2 separate regions of the Mus musculus genome follow, and region 1 is linked to region 2. Evidence: chromatin contacts called from public HiChIP or PLAC-seq data. All regions are on one chromosome and are shown on one strand. Each heading gives the region's core, a stretch centred on a gene start, on an enhancer-like site or on the middle of the called end of the contact. The rest is flanking DNA. Distances are from core to core; before and after follow the strand shown. Region 1 has its middle 6.4 kb from the start of Gm31804. Region 2 has its middle 51 kb from the start of Oxsm.

Region 1 (7,197 bases), core at 3,665-6,164, 420 kb before region 2:
GACACTTTAATTATTTCAAATACATTTTCATCATATCTATTCCTTTAATCTCAGTATCTGATCACGCATGCCTTCCTTCCTTCCTCTAACTCTCAGGATATGCATTCAAAGACTCAAATTCCAAGCATACCTATCAGTAAGTAGCTGAGGTTACTTCCCCTGACATATATATCAAATTCATCACAACCCAATTTGTGAGAACAGAAAGGAAGAAGACATGAGGTGGTCCCATGCCCGTGTTCCTGCACACACTATGGTCAGAGAGCGAGCTACTTTCGGGATAGCGTTTGAAATGTAAATAAAGAAAATATCTAATAAAAAATTTTTAAAAAAAAGAGTGGGGAAGGACACAGAAAGAGTTGGAGGGGGCAGAAGCAGGGATGAAAATTATGTAAATGAAAGTCATATAAGAAATTACCAAAACTAAAAAACATTAAATTAAAAATAAAGCTTTTTGGAATAACTTTTAAAAAAATCTGCAGACATGGTAGCATGAAAATAGAATATTTTTGGTGTTGTAACACAAAACAGATAGAAATTAACCCAGCAAGGAATTTCATTGCTTTTTTTAAAAGGTGTGTTTCATCGAGCCAGGTTAGCAAGAAACACACATGGTCCAGATGGGGCTGGGGTAGAGTTGGGGTCTTGGTTGTTCCTCATTGGTTAAGGATCAACTTCACAGTCTACTCCTGATCGATTAACATGGAAAGTGGCACAAAAGAAATGGGGAAGGGTCCACCTCTCTAGGCCCCTAAGTTCTAGGAATGCAACAAAGTATTTGCATAAATTGAAGTTTTCCTAGTTGAGCAAAACTAAAAGATTTTAATTCCTTATCTTAAAAATATTACAAAGTAGGGAGATTATGGAATATTGGTCCTTGGCTGTGTAGGAATTTGATAGAAAAGTTTGTTTTGTAAACAAAACTCTAGTTTTACTCCACCTGATTCTCGTATGAAGTTAAAGCTTGGGGAGATGGAGGTGATCAAGGTGAGAGCTAATGGACAAAGACATGTACTCACCCCATAGATAGATAGATAGATAGATAGATAGATAGATAGATAGATAGATAGATAGATAGATAGATAGAGTTCAAGTAAAATCAGAAAATGAATTTCTACCAATAAACAAGCCCAAGGAAGATAGAACTGTCTGGCTTTCTGAGTGACTAGATTATGCCCTCAAGCAGTACAATCTTCCTCCACACACAGTAACCTCTCGGAGTGTTAACAGCCTGGTCCCAAGATATCACTGTCTGGATTACAGCTCTAGAGTACCAGCTGCTGGTGATGGAGTATTTGGGTTATAGTTTTTGACAGCACCTCACTGATGCTTTCCTATAAGGCCTGCCATGATCATTGCAGAATATTCAGTAATAACACTGATTTTTCTATTGTACATCAATGGCATCCTCTCCATTGTAACAACCAAAGGGTCTACAGACTTCCCAAAGTCTGCCTTCTTGTGGAGCCAAGAACACTGCCCTAGGAAACCTTTGACTAATGTAACTTCATTCAAGTGTCTCCCTTCCCCAGTCCTGGTGGTCAGAAAACAATGGGGTTCTTTGAAAAACATGGAAACTATAATCCAGACTACTGGAGAGTGGGGCTGCCAAGCAAGACAGAAAATTTTCTAGGAGCAGCAGGAAGCCACATGGACATGATCTCATGGAAACTGAACTCTGTTCCAATTTAAATCAATCCCTTGTAGATCAGAGCAAGAAAGCAAAACAAATGAGCTTCTCTATCTGGCTTAATGAAGTCTTGTGAATCTTTGATGGCTAAATGCCCACATGTTCCAATGCATTCAATATGAGCTTTTCTGTTCCAACATCTCTGATGGAATAGCTAAATTATACTTCCTCCTTCTCCCCAAACTCAATGTTCCAAGAACATTTCACTGACATACAGTAATTATACATATTTATGGGGTACAGCATGATAATTTGATAGATATTTACAATTAAAATAATTAACCTCTAACTTACTATCATTTCTTTATGCTGGTAACTTACAAACTCTCCTAATTCTCTATAGAATGTGAAATAAGTCATTGTAATTTATAGTCGCTCCATCTAAACACATCTCAAAGATGTACAATAAGCCCCCTTGCTCCAAGTGTAACAATAATAAATACTTATTGAGCACTTGTGAAGTGCCGGGACTGACCTAATTTATTTATTACTCCTTTATCCAGTATTCACAGTAGCCGGAGAAGCAAGCTTTATAATTGTCCCCATCTCAGAGGAAAAAAAAAATGAGAAAGGTTAAATGATTGTTTTTTTCACTCATTCTTTCCCCCCTTACACACACACACACACACACACACACACACACACACACACACCCCATACATACACCACACACAGAGAAAATACAAATACATCACACATACACAACACACACGTGCGCACACAACAGACACACAAAAACATATACATACACACATGCACACTGTATACATACACACACTACATACATATATACACATATACAATACAAACACACACCCGACACACAAACACCACACAAACACATACATGTGTGCCACCCCCCAACACACACACACACACACACACACACACACACACACCACAACTATCTACATCACCACCACCATTGTTATCACTCACCATTCTTTTGGAATAAAGAAAGAGTCACTGATACACTTTGCAAAAGTAAATTGCTAGAAAGTAGAGACCACCAAATTAACTCAAAACTAAACACTGCAGAGGGTAGTTAGGGTTAATCAGCTTCTATTCCTATTTAATTATGACTCATTTCAGTTGATGTTTCTGAAGAAGAGGGGCAAAGGGTGGACTAGATAATTGTTCTAAAATATACTGCCTGGGGCATCAGTATTACATCAGGGAGAATTCATTCATGGAAAATTAGAAAAAGTAATTGCCTATCCTAAATATTTCAGATTGTTATAAAGAGAAATCTCAACAAAGAATGATGTAGGTGTGCTCTACATCAGGGAACCCAGAAAGTCAAGCTGCATGTAAGTATCCATAAGAACTTCCCAACCTTTGCAGGAAACCCTGGAAACAAAAAGAATTAAGAGAGACAGGACCAATGACTCCAAGCTCCTCCCATCAATCTGATTCCTCTTGCCCAGTCATCTTCTTGTTCTTGTTCTTTTGGCCTCTTGGTTTAGTGATGTGAGTTCTGCTGCCCTCTGGACACTGGTGTGCACTTTGGCTTCAGTGTTGGGAGACTGTATTGGTGTTCAAGAAGATCCTTTAAGATTAGGGGAGTGGGGGGAAGGGTATGGAGGACTTTTGGGGTAGCATTGGAAATGTAAATGAAGAAAATACCTAATTAAAATAAAATAAAATTAAATTTAAAAAAAAGATTCCCAAATCTAACCTGAACAGTGATTGAACAATTATCTTGGCCATTCCAATTCAATCTTGTTGGGATAGTCTGCATGCTGCTCTGCTATCTGCCTGATGAGAAGATTCTGTGTAAAGCTTCCAACATTCACAGGCCTTCTTTCAGGCTTTACATCACTCTTCAGATGCTCTGCTGAGGTCCCATATTTTCCTAGCTATCTTTTCATCCATCACTCTAGATGTGGAAAACAAGATCGTGATCTTGTGGTCATCTTAGCCACATAGTACATACTGTCATTCTGTCACTTCTGAAACATGCCCTTTCTTTGCTGTCTTCCAGTCTTGTATGTTGAAAAGATGAGCTTCCTGTAGATACTGTTGGCCAGTACCAATTATTGTGAGTTTGTTTACAGTTCTTGAAGCAAGAACATCAGAAGTGTTCAGGTATAGAGCCCATGGAGCACACTCCCAGACCCACCTGTGCTCTCAGTAACTGGATAACATTCAATAGTCCCTCTGGCAAGCATACTGAATTATGTCCCTTACACTATGGCACCAATGGAAGGGAAAACACACAACACAAAAGTGATGAGATCAAGTAAACACTAGATTGTGATCAGACTTTACAGAACAGCCCTTCATGAGGGGGCAAAATAGCTTCAGAATTTAGACCCATGGCACCACTTCCAACAATAAACAGATGGATCTAAAGTCCTGAATCCCACTATGATCAGCCAAACCCATGGCTCCCCTGGGGTCTGAAGGCGAAGTAATGCATGATGGGAAATGCCTGTGATTCTAGGTGGAACCCTGAGGTAATGTACCAGTCACCAGGTCACTGTGACCATGACTTTACTGACCTTTTTGACTTTGAATTGTAGTGGTGATAGATTCTGAGATTTTTTGGGGGGGATAGTCACAGGATTCCTAACAGTAGCATATGCCTGTCCACATGCCCATGTAATACCAACCCTCATGCCTGCTGGCTTCTCTAAGTTGGTCCTTGGGGAACACTTTCAGTGTCAGCTCACTAACCCTGTCTTTTACAATTCTTGGCACTCTATTTTGTACATTTGAGAAGAAATAAAAGTGCTAACCCAGCTTGATGAGCCCTGTGTGGTTCTGGTTCTCTACATTGAGCGTTGGTTTTTTTGTTCCTGGAATAAAAATGATCCAGAAGATTTTACAGCCATTGAAACATTTGTTCGCTGTGCTGAGAACTTAAGAGGACATTCTAAAATGGTTTTCAAAATGTTTTTATGATGATGACATCAGCTGATATGAGTTTACTGTCTCTTGAGGCAAAGATCTTGAAAGCATTAGTGCTCTATTGCCAGCCCATGTCATCTTTGTTTGGCCCTCAATGGGACACAATTCCGGGTGTTTTATTCACCCTCAAAACACTTCGTTTCAAAGGGAGTTTAAACACTGTATAATAAACAGTAAAATTCAGGAGCAGAAAAAAATGAAAATGTAGGTGAGACAAGAAGGAAGTGAGAAACAGTCTTACAGAAAGCAACACTGCAGCCACAGTGTGAACCACAGTGTGACACCCATGGGAAAGGGAAACCAAGCCGCAGCCATGAGACAGGAAGAAGCCGGCTGCTGGGAAAGAATGACGTCACTTTCAGCAGTTACTCTTTTCTGGTAGAACGGGGAGGGTCAGACACGTTTTCTTCAGAAAAAAAAAAGAAAAGAAAAAAAAGAATGGAAAAATGGTTCCAATCAGTTCTGTCTCAGTGCCAGAAGGAATGAGACCCATGCTGCTGCACATCAGGTCAGTCCACAGGATGTGGCTGCATCCTTCACAGCTTTCTAAATGCAGAAGCTTTGAATCAGTAAGCCTGCTTTTAGTGAAATACAGTTTCAAGTCCAATTATGATGATATACACCTGTAACTCCATCAGGAGCTGAGACAGGAGGGCCACTTCTCCAAGATAACTCCTTCAGTGAACACAGGACTCCTAAAGTCAACACAGCCATGGAGGTTGCATGAGAGAACTTGCCCAAACCATGAAGCCTTGAGCCTTACCTTTCTTGGCATTTTAAGCACAAAAAAAAAAAAAAAAAAAAAAAAAAAAAACCATATCCTGGTCAGAACACTTCAGTTAACAAGAGCAGTTAGCAAGAAGTAGAACTGCAGGAGCAAAAAAGCAGTTAGTACATTTGTGGCTTTTCCAGCCACATCCCTGGACCATTGATGTAACCTTTGTATCTATTTTGTGAGGTGGTTTAGGTCTAAGTTCTTGTGTCAGATGTCCCCGCCTATGTTCTGAGTTCCAACACCTGAATGGGTTTCTGTCATTGCAATAGTTGTGCTAAGGTCTGGGAGCATGTTAGTTATATCATAAGCATGAGTCCAGCCTGAGGTACATATCCTGCCTCATGATATCAATCAAATAATAATAATAATAATAATAATAATAATAATAATAATAATAATAATAATAATAATTCAATTGAGAATACTTAATTTTGAATAATATAAATACCACTAAGAAAAGTAATTTGTAAATAATCCCCAAACTCATTTGATCGAGTCAATTGTGAACTAATAATTAATAGTTAAGATGTAAGGATTGTTACTCCCAAATATTTTTAACATAGAATATATGACATATCTCCTCCTCTCTGAGAGATATGAGGCTGCACTATCTTATTACATACCTCTGAAGATTTCAGCTAAGTCACACACATCTAATGATGCTGGTCAGGAGTCATCTCCACACAGTGGACATGAGAGCTGGAAATTGTTAGGTACATGATAATGTTTGAGACAAGGTGGGCAAACTAAAGAATGATTAAAAAGTATCATTAAATCAGCTCTCAGAAAACGATTCTAAAATTCATTGTCATTCATTTTTTTCTGTTTGCTCCATGGGGTCTGACTCCTTGCATCCAGTCTTCTATTTGTTGATTCTAGTGACAGCTTACAGTGTTAGTTTCGAAACTAGTTCATGATTCTTCATAGTGTGTGCAATATAGATTCTGAGCTCCTCCATGCTCTGTCTGAGAATGCTGTGTCTGTTCCCATTCATTATGGGGAGGAGAACGTATGTGGTTAGTTTTGGTAGCTACAGGCTCTTCTGGCAGTGACAATATCCTGGTGATTCTTCTAAGTCCAAGAAATCCCACTCACTGCATTGTGTATGGCTGATGGGAAAGAGAGCCAGAGTTCCCTGGCCTTCCCTGCTGTGGCACCTAACATGTGGGATTTTCTGTACTGGCTATCCTGGTGCTGAGTCCTCTGGCTGATCCTGATTTGTTCCAGGAAAACTACCTCATTTTCATTGTAGGATGAAGGTTTCCCAATCCTCTGCCATCTGAGGTGATGGCGAGTGTTTCCTCTGATGTATTACCTGGCCAGTGGATATCTATGGTCTCCCTAACTTGTTAAAATTTGACTTTGATTACTGTGTCTTGTGTCACTTCTAGACATTTGCAACAGAAATGACAGACAGCTCACAGTGTGTGTTCAGCTCATTCCCTGTAACTATATTGTGGAAACTGAACTCAGTATTCCAGGATGGAACATCAGATCACAACAAAGAGCTTTTGCATCATCAGACTACTGGTTTTTCTAATATATAAGCAGATTTTCCTCTCTTTTTATTTTATCTACAGAATTCTGTAATTCTGTTCGTGTTTGTATTTGTCCATGTCTGCTGCCATGGCAAAATACTCTAGACTGTGTTTTATGAAGAAAGGAGTTTATTTTTTCTCATGGACTTGGAAACTGAAAGTCAGAATCCTCCATCCTACTATGTTTGGCGTCCAAAGGCCTTCTTCTCTCACTCCAGCTATTTTAGGGCATGAAAAAATGGAAAGTGCCACATGAAGTCAGGGCCAAGTTTTTGGAACTG
Region 2 (7,145 bases), core at 4,326-6,825:
AAAACAGCCACCAGTAAGAGGGCTCAGCTCATAAGGGCACTTGTTACCAAGCCAGGCCACTGAGTTGGATCCCCAGGACCAACAGGGTGGAAGGAGAGAACCAACTCCAACAGGCTGTCCTCTGATTTACACACACACACACACACACACACACACACACACACACACACACACACATTATGATCTGGTAGCTGGCTACCTAACAGGACTTATTGCTACTGCCTTCCCTGCCCAAGCTTTATCCTCTCTGTCCACATAGGCCGCTTGACATTCCTCCCACACACCAAGCAATCTACCTGAGACCTTTGTACTCTGTCTGCCTGGGGATATCCTAATGGCTAACTCATTTCATTTGGCTCTCTGCTCAGGAGTCTCCTCTTCTGAGTGACAGGAATCTAAAATGATTGTAAAGTACTGCTTGGCTTCATTTCTCCTTGTGGCACTTGTCATGATCTAGCATGGTGAGTGTGGCCTGTTATTTACCCTTTCTTTAGGTAAATCCCATGAAAGCAAGGTATTACTTACTTCACTCTTGTGCTGCAGGACCTTCAGCAATCCCCACCCTCCATGCACATTCAGGAAACAAATAAACACACCCATTATATATCCCAGAAAAGGGGCAAAAGAAAGAATAGTATCCAGAACGATTCGAGATAATAATCTGCTCTAGCTAAGGGCATAGCAAAGGGAAAGATCAGCTCCAAAGTAAGTACAGAGATCAGGGAAATGCTTGTCTAAAAGGTTTGAAAACATTATTATCCAAATTGGAGCCATTATATGAAAAGGCTTTTAAATTCTGCAAGATCTAAGCAAATTCATGGCCAAGGTCCATCGGAACACACACTTTCTGCTCCACAGTCAACCCTAAAAATAGACTTTTCTGATCAACAAGGTACATTGGAGCTGAGCTATGCACCTGCAGTCGGAAGTAATGTAAGAATCTTCCTATAGAAAGTTAATAGATGAGTGGGGGGAGGAAGAAGGAAAGAAAGAGGGAGAGGGAAATGGAGAGGGCTGGAGGGAGAACATGTATGTTTGTGTGTGTGTGTGTGTGTGTGTGTGTGTGTGTGTGTGTGTGTGTGCAGTTATGCACTCATGTGCACATGCTTTGGAGACCAAGCATGTTAAGCAAATATTCTATCACTGAGCAACAGCCCAAGCTTGACGGAAAAGTTCTTTTTATAATAGTAATTTATTTGTTATTGTGATAGAACTATGTCATTTCTCCCCTTTCTTATACTCCCTTCAATCCCTTCCATATATGCCTCTCTCTCTCTCTCTCTCTCTCTCTCTCTCTATATATATATATATATATATATATATATATATATATATATATATATATATTCTAAATATATAAATACAATCTGCCTATTTCATATAATGTTAATTTTCAGGGCTGACCTTTGAACAGTCTATTAGTGTGATCTACCTAAGAGAAGATAATTTCTCCAATCGCAGCATTAACTAGTTTCCTGTAGTCCCCTATCTAGAATTGAATCTTCATGGAGTTTCCCCCAACAATGTTGCTATGTCTAGTGCTGTCATCTGTGTTCATCTCTTCTGTAGGCAGCCATGTTTTCGAGACTTGAAGGGTAAAGCTTTGCTAACATTTCTAGAAGACACAATCTCACATAAAATCCCCAATTCCTCTAGTTTTTACAATTTTTCTTCCCCTTCTTCCATAATGATCCCTGAATCTTGGGTGCAGGATTTGTGTTGTAGATACACCCATTGGGATTGGGCTCTACAACTCTACATTTTGATTAGTTGTGGTTTTCTGCAAGGGTCTCTATCTGTTGCAAAGATAAGTTCCCTTGATGCAGGATGTAAATTAAACTTATCTGTGGGTATAAGGACCAAGACTTAGAATGTAGTTGGGAATATGCTGGTTTAATAAAGTGGTTGTAGGTTCTCCTTCAAGATTCATGACTTCAATAGCCCTGTGAAATTGACTAAGTTTCCAGTACCAGTCATGAATTCCCTCTTATTGAGATGGCTTCATGTCCAATTACAGAGCTATTGGTTACCACCAACATATGAGTGTGATTACTGTATCCTTAGGGTTATTGTCATGCTGGTTGGTGTTGTTTCATAGGTTTCACAGCTAGGTAGGATTATTGGTTGATCTTCTCCTTTGAGATCTTGCATGGTACCTTTGGATACAATTAAATCTTCATAATAAAGGAGGATAGGTAAGAGTCCCTTAAAAGGCAGCAACCTACAATCCTACTCTATATTCAAGCGTTTGAAAGTACAGGGATTAAAATTTGTTTTTCAGATTTGAATTTGTTACCTGTTGGGGTGATTATTTTGTGCAGTGTATAAAGATTGTCTTCATATTATGAAAGCAGAGAGTTGAGTGTAGACTGGACTTTCGTATTGTTATTCATATGGCTGCATCATATCTTGTAAATCCTCCCTCCAGCACTTTCTGATTGGTTTATTAAAGAGCTGAATGGCCAGTGGCTGAGGCAGGAAAGAATAGGTGGGACTTCTGAGCAGAAAGATAGGAACTCTGGGAGAGGGGCTTTGGTGGGAGACTAGAAAGGCAGACACTGAGGAGAGAGATTCACCAGTCATAACTGAAGAAGAGGTAACTAAGGAGCCACATGGAAGAACACAGATGAATATATATGGGTTCATTTAAGTTATTAAGAGCTAGTTAAGAACAACTAAGGCCTTAAGCATTCATACTTAATTAAAAGTCTCAGCTTATAGGGAAGCTGGCAGGTTATAGTGTGGGAAGCCACATGTGCCGTTGCAGGGTGGCTCTGGCTACTGCTGGCCACCACGCATACATAGGCAGTAAAGTTTTTTTTGCCAAGATGAGGTTTTGAGAATTAACCAATCAGATGAGAGACAAGTTAACCAATCAGATGAGAGACAAGTTAACCAATCAGATGTGAGACAAGTTAACCAATCAGATGTAGGCATGCAAATGAGGTGGTAAGCATAACCCATGAATCACCAATCCGGGTGTGAGACACGCCTCTCCTAGGCCTATATAAGCAGCACCAGTTCTGGGCTTGGGGTCTCTTCGCCTCTGCAGTCAAGCTCTCCCAATAAACGTGTGCAGAAGGATCCTGTTGCAGCGTCATTCCTGCTGGTGAGTCAGGGCTCGCGCAAGATTATAGAAAACAGAAATCATAGTTTCTCTTATCACTTGTACATGTGAAAAGTCTAGAACTTGTGACAGTCATCTAGCTATGGCCCTCAGCTAAGGGACCTCTTCTCAGTGTGCTAGAGTGCTTTCCATGCCACTTTGTTAACTCAGATCATGTTTTCCTTGGCTTTCTGACAATGAAAGGAAAAATAAGGCTGAGACATTTTTAAAGATAAGAAAGATAAGAACTGCTGTGGTTTTTACCTAGGACTTCCTTTAAGGACCAAATGTGAAAGGTGGTGGTCTCCAAAAAACACCTGGAAAAGGAGGGGGAAATGGGATGTGAATATGAGAATAGAGAGGCATCCCTTCATCCTAGAAGCAGTCAAAGCAGAGAAGCAAGAACTCCATTGATATTACCAGTTTCCTAAGGCCTCTACCTTTTCCAGTATGCAAAGCTGATATTTTCCCATTAGAAGCCTCATTCATAGGAAGGCACATATAACCAATTCCCTTGGGCAACCCTAATGGCTTCTTAACTGACCCCTTCCAACGCATCTCCAAAGCCAAGCTGTAATCAGTTCCCAATATCAAGGAAGTAAACAGGAGTAGAAGAAAGATAGAGGACCCAGAAACCCAGTGAGCACCGAAGCTTCTGAAATCCTACATTCTGTGAGATGCATTTCTTTCTTTGCAAAGTTTGGACTCATCCTTTTGGCTATGTCTTGATTTCTTATGAATGTCTATTTTCCTCTTAATCCCCATAGTTAAAACTATATTAAAATACCTTTAATAATCAGTGGAAAGAGAAGCCCATTGGTCTTGCAAACTTTATATGCCTCAGTATAGGGGAACGCCAGGGCCAAGAAGTGGGAGTGGGTGGGTAGGGGAGTGAATGGGGGAGGGTATGGGGGACTTGGGATAGCACTAGAAATGTAAATGAAGAAAATACCTAAAAAAAAAAATCTCCACACTGTTTCAAGTACTGGCTATTCTTGATATTTTTTTTTCAGCATCAAAACCATGAATCCCCGTTTAGACTAAGTAGAAGGTCCTAAGACAGTAGAGGAACACAGGCTTCTGAGGGTAGCAGTGTGGAGCTATGTCTCTGTGCATTTACTACTGACACTCAGCTCACAATTGTGGAGATTAAAAGCTGACAATCAGGTACCATCATGAGCTAGGCCTCTAAGGATGGTCTAATAGTGGTATGACAAGCTCATTGGCCTGACATTCAGACTCCACATGACTGTATAGAAAGTCAGAGGGAGCACATTTAGATTTTACATGGCCAGAGAGGAAGCCAGGTCTCACTGTCTTAGTATAATTCACATCTGTAGGATCTAGGTAGGGGAAGGAGGTAGGATACCATTCTGTGATTTTATAGCCTTCCACAAGGTTCCAACCCCTGCCACCATCACCACACTGAGCAGTCCTGGGTACACAGACTATGACAGATGTTTTTATCTTCTTTTTTCATTTATTTTACCTGTCAACATTTGAGATTTTATTCCTGGCCTTAAAGCTATACATTTCTGGGCTGGAGAGATGACTCAGCAGTTAAAAGCACTGACTGTTCTTCCAGAGGTCCTGAGTTCACTTCCCAGTAACTACATGAAGGCTCTCAACCATTTGTAATGGGATCTGATGCCCTCTTCTGGTGTGTCTAAAGAAACAGTGTACTCACATAAAATAAATAAATAAATCTTTTTTTAAAAATTTAGACATTTCTTCAGAAACAGAGGCATGATCAAAAAAATAAAAACGTTCTAAGTAGTTGTAAAGAACCATAAACTATTAGAATGACACACAATTGCATTGCAAAATGTAGAGTAGAGGCTCAGGGTTTACCTAATACTTCTCAGCATTATGGAAGAGGGGAGGAAGGCCCAGAAGAGTCCTTGGAGCAGACCAAGGGTAAGATTTTTTGATGTCCATTTAGGATCTTTGTGCCCATCTGAACTAACTGCTGGGACTCACAATAGATCAGTCCTTATGACAGTGTGGTGTTCAATGCCAGTGCTCTGGACTCTCAATGGCTCCCACTGGTAATGTTTCAAAAGGATTTTAAGCCTAAATATTAGCAAAAAGACCTCATTTCTAACCATTTAGGAACAAGTCTTTTGTAGAATGGAGATCAGCACTCGGCAAATTCTCCTCATGAGGAACCAAGAAGTAAGTATTTCAAGCTCCAGTGGCCATGTGGTCTCTGTCAGCACCAAAGACAGCCACCAACAAACTTAAGTATATGTGTGGTTACATGTCCTAATAAAACTTTATGAGTTGCATAGGAAGGCAAATTCCATACAATTTTAGTTTCATAAAATACTATTCTTTGATTTTTTTTGTATTACTTCAAAACAAATTTACACTAAAGTCACGAGCCAAAACAGAATTTCCATTGGTACAAAGATAAGAGTGTGATGCAAGGAGCTGCCTGGCTCCATCACTAACAACAATTCTCCTTCAAGCTTCAATGTCCTTGTCTGTCAAAAAAGGAAAGGGATGCCGACATTTTATTTTAAACATAAGAGAGATGAGCTATGTCACATTGTTCACAAGGAACAACTTCCGAACACTATCGATGATGTGGTGGGGGGGAAGAGGAGAGGAGACTCCATTGTGTGAGAGAGTCAGATCATCTATTTAATCTTGCCTGATGCCGTGTGGTGCCATGAATTTCCAACTCCAGTGAACAGCTTTTGCTATTTATCTTTAGGGGTATGCAAAGATATCCTGGGACTTTTAATAGACTAATATTCCCTCTTTGCTTACTCTCTTTAAAATAGTTCATTATTTGGTTGGTTGGTTGAGTGACTTGTGTGTGTGTGTGTGTGTGTGTGTGTGTGTTCCCATAAGCATGTCATAGCATGTATGTGATCAGAGGACATTTTGTTTGTAGGAGTCCATTTTATGTTCTTGTTTCAGGTGCCTTTCTCCAGTGAGCCCTTGCTCTGGCCCCTTGCTACTTCGCTCTTTATGATATTCTGTTTGCATACTGAGTTATCACATTAGGCCTCAGCCAATTCTGTCCTCTAGACCTGAGTACCATATTATACAACTTTAATCTTATCTGAGACCCAAAATTCAAGCTTTTTCTTCTCTATTTTGTTAATTAAGCACATCACTCATGAGCATGGCTATAGGTTTTGTCTTAGGGTTTCTGTTGCTGCACTGAAAAACCATAACATAAAACCAAGTTGGGGAGAAAAGGAATTATCTGGCTTACACATCAACATCAGTGCTCATCATTGAAGGGAGTCAGGATAGAAGCTCAATCAAGGCAGGAGCTGATGAAGAGGCCATGAAGGGGTGCTGTTTACTGGATTGCTTTCTTTAGATAGAACACAGGACCACCACCTCAGTATGGCACTACCCACAATGGGCTGGACCCACCCCCATCAATAGCTAATTAAGAAAATGCCTTACAGCTTTGTCTTGTGGAAGCATTTTCTCAGTAAAGGTTCTCTCCTTTGAGATAACACTAACCTGTTTGTCAGTTGACTTAAGACCAGCCAGCACAGATTTCCAGCTCTTACACCAGCTGAGTCAGCAAACATTCTGCAACAGTGATTCCTCCTACCAGTATCTTCACTGTCACTGAAAGCTCGGAGGAATGGCTCTGCATCTGACTTCCTTTCTATATGCCATCTTTTATCAACACTCCAATACTGAAGGTTACCAAAATCAGATCTCCAACTTAGAGGGCTGATATAAAAAACTCCAGAATGAAAACATATTGCTTCCCCTTTATTTCTTCTTATAGAAAAGGATAATGTTTAAGGAAAGTCAAAATATTCTAAAACAAACAATATGCTTCTTAAAACTAACGACACTCATGACTCTCGACCTCCATAGCACATGAGTTTTTGTGCTCTGTGCCCCTGATACCCGTGAGTGCTGGTGGCATTTGCAGTTCCAGAAGGTGGCAGTTTTTGCTTTAAAATTCATTTCCCAGACCTGCATTCACAGTCCTAAGCCTAGTAAAAACTAGAGAACATTTGTTGAACAAGTGTCCGTGCTAAAGTCTACAAGAACT

Evidence for each region. HiChIP or PLAC-seq counts read pairs in DNA pulled down with a chosen protein or histone mark.
Region 1: a RAD21 HiChIP or PLAC-seq map of pro-B cells shows a contact between it and region 2, with 10 times the contacts expected there. The contact joins two enhancer-like sites. A contact is called at or near these places in 1 of 39 promoter capture datasets (the C10 cell line), 2 of 15 datasets of contacts at CTCF or cohesin (large pre-B cells and pro-B cells), 5 of 484 Hi-C or Micro-C datasets (CD8 T cells, cerebellum, double positive thymocytes and 1 more) and 1 of 115 datasets of contacts at active chromatin or transcription factors (large pre-B cells).

The regions. Positions count from the first base shown.
Region 1 is chr14:15,765,112-15,772,308 of GRCm38.p6, forward strand. No RefSeq gene overlaps it. Among named protein-coding and RNA genes, the nearest start is that of Gm31804, 6.4 kb to the right of the region's middle. Within about 2 kb of position 4,915, at least 67 of the 459 cell types and tissues checked have an H3K27ac peak or open chromatin away from gene starts, as enhancers often do. A contact at or near this core is called in double positive thymocytes and pro-B cells, where this site is marked.
Region 2 is chr14:16,189,041-16,196,185 of GRCm38.p6, forward strand. No RefSeq gene overlaps it. Among named protein-coding and RNA genes, the nearest start is that of Oxsm, 51 kb to the right of the region's middle. Within about 2 kb of position 5,576, at least 16 of the 459 cell types and tissues checked have an H3K27ac peak or open chromatin away from gene starts, as enhancers often do. A contact at or near this core is called in double positive thymocytes and pro-B cells, where this site is marked.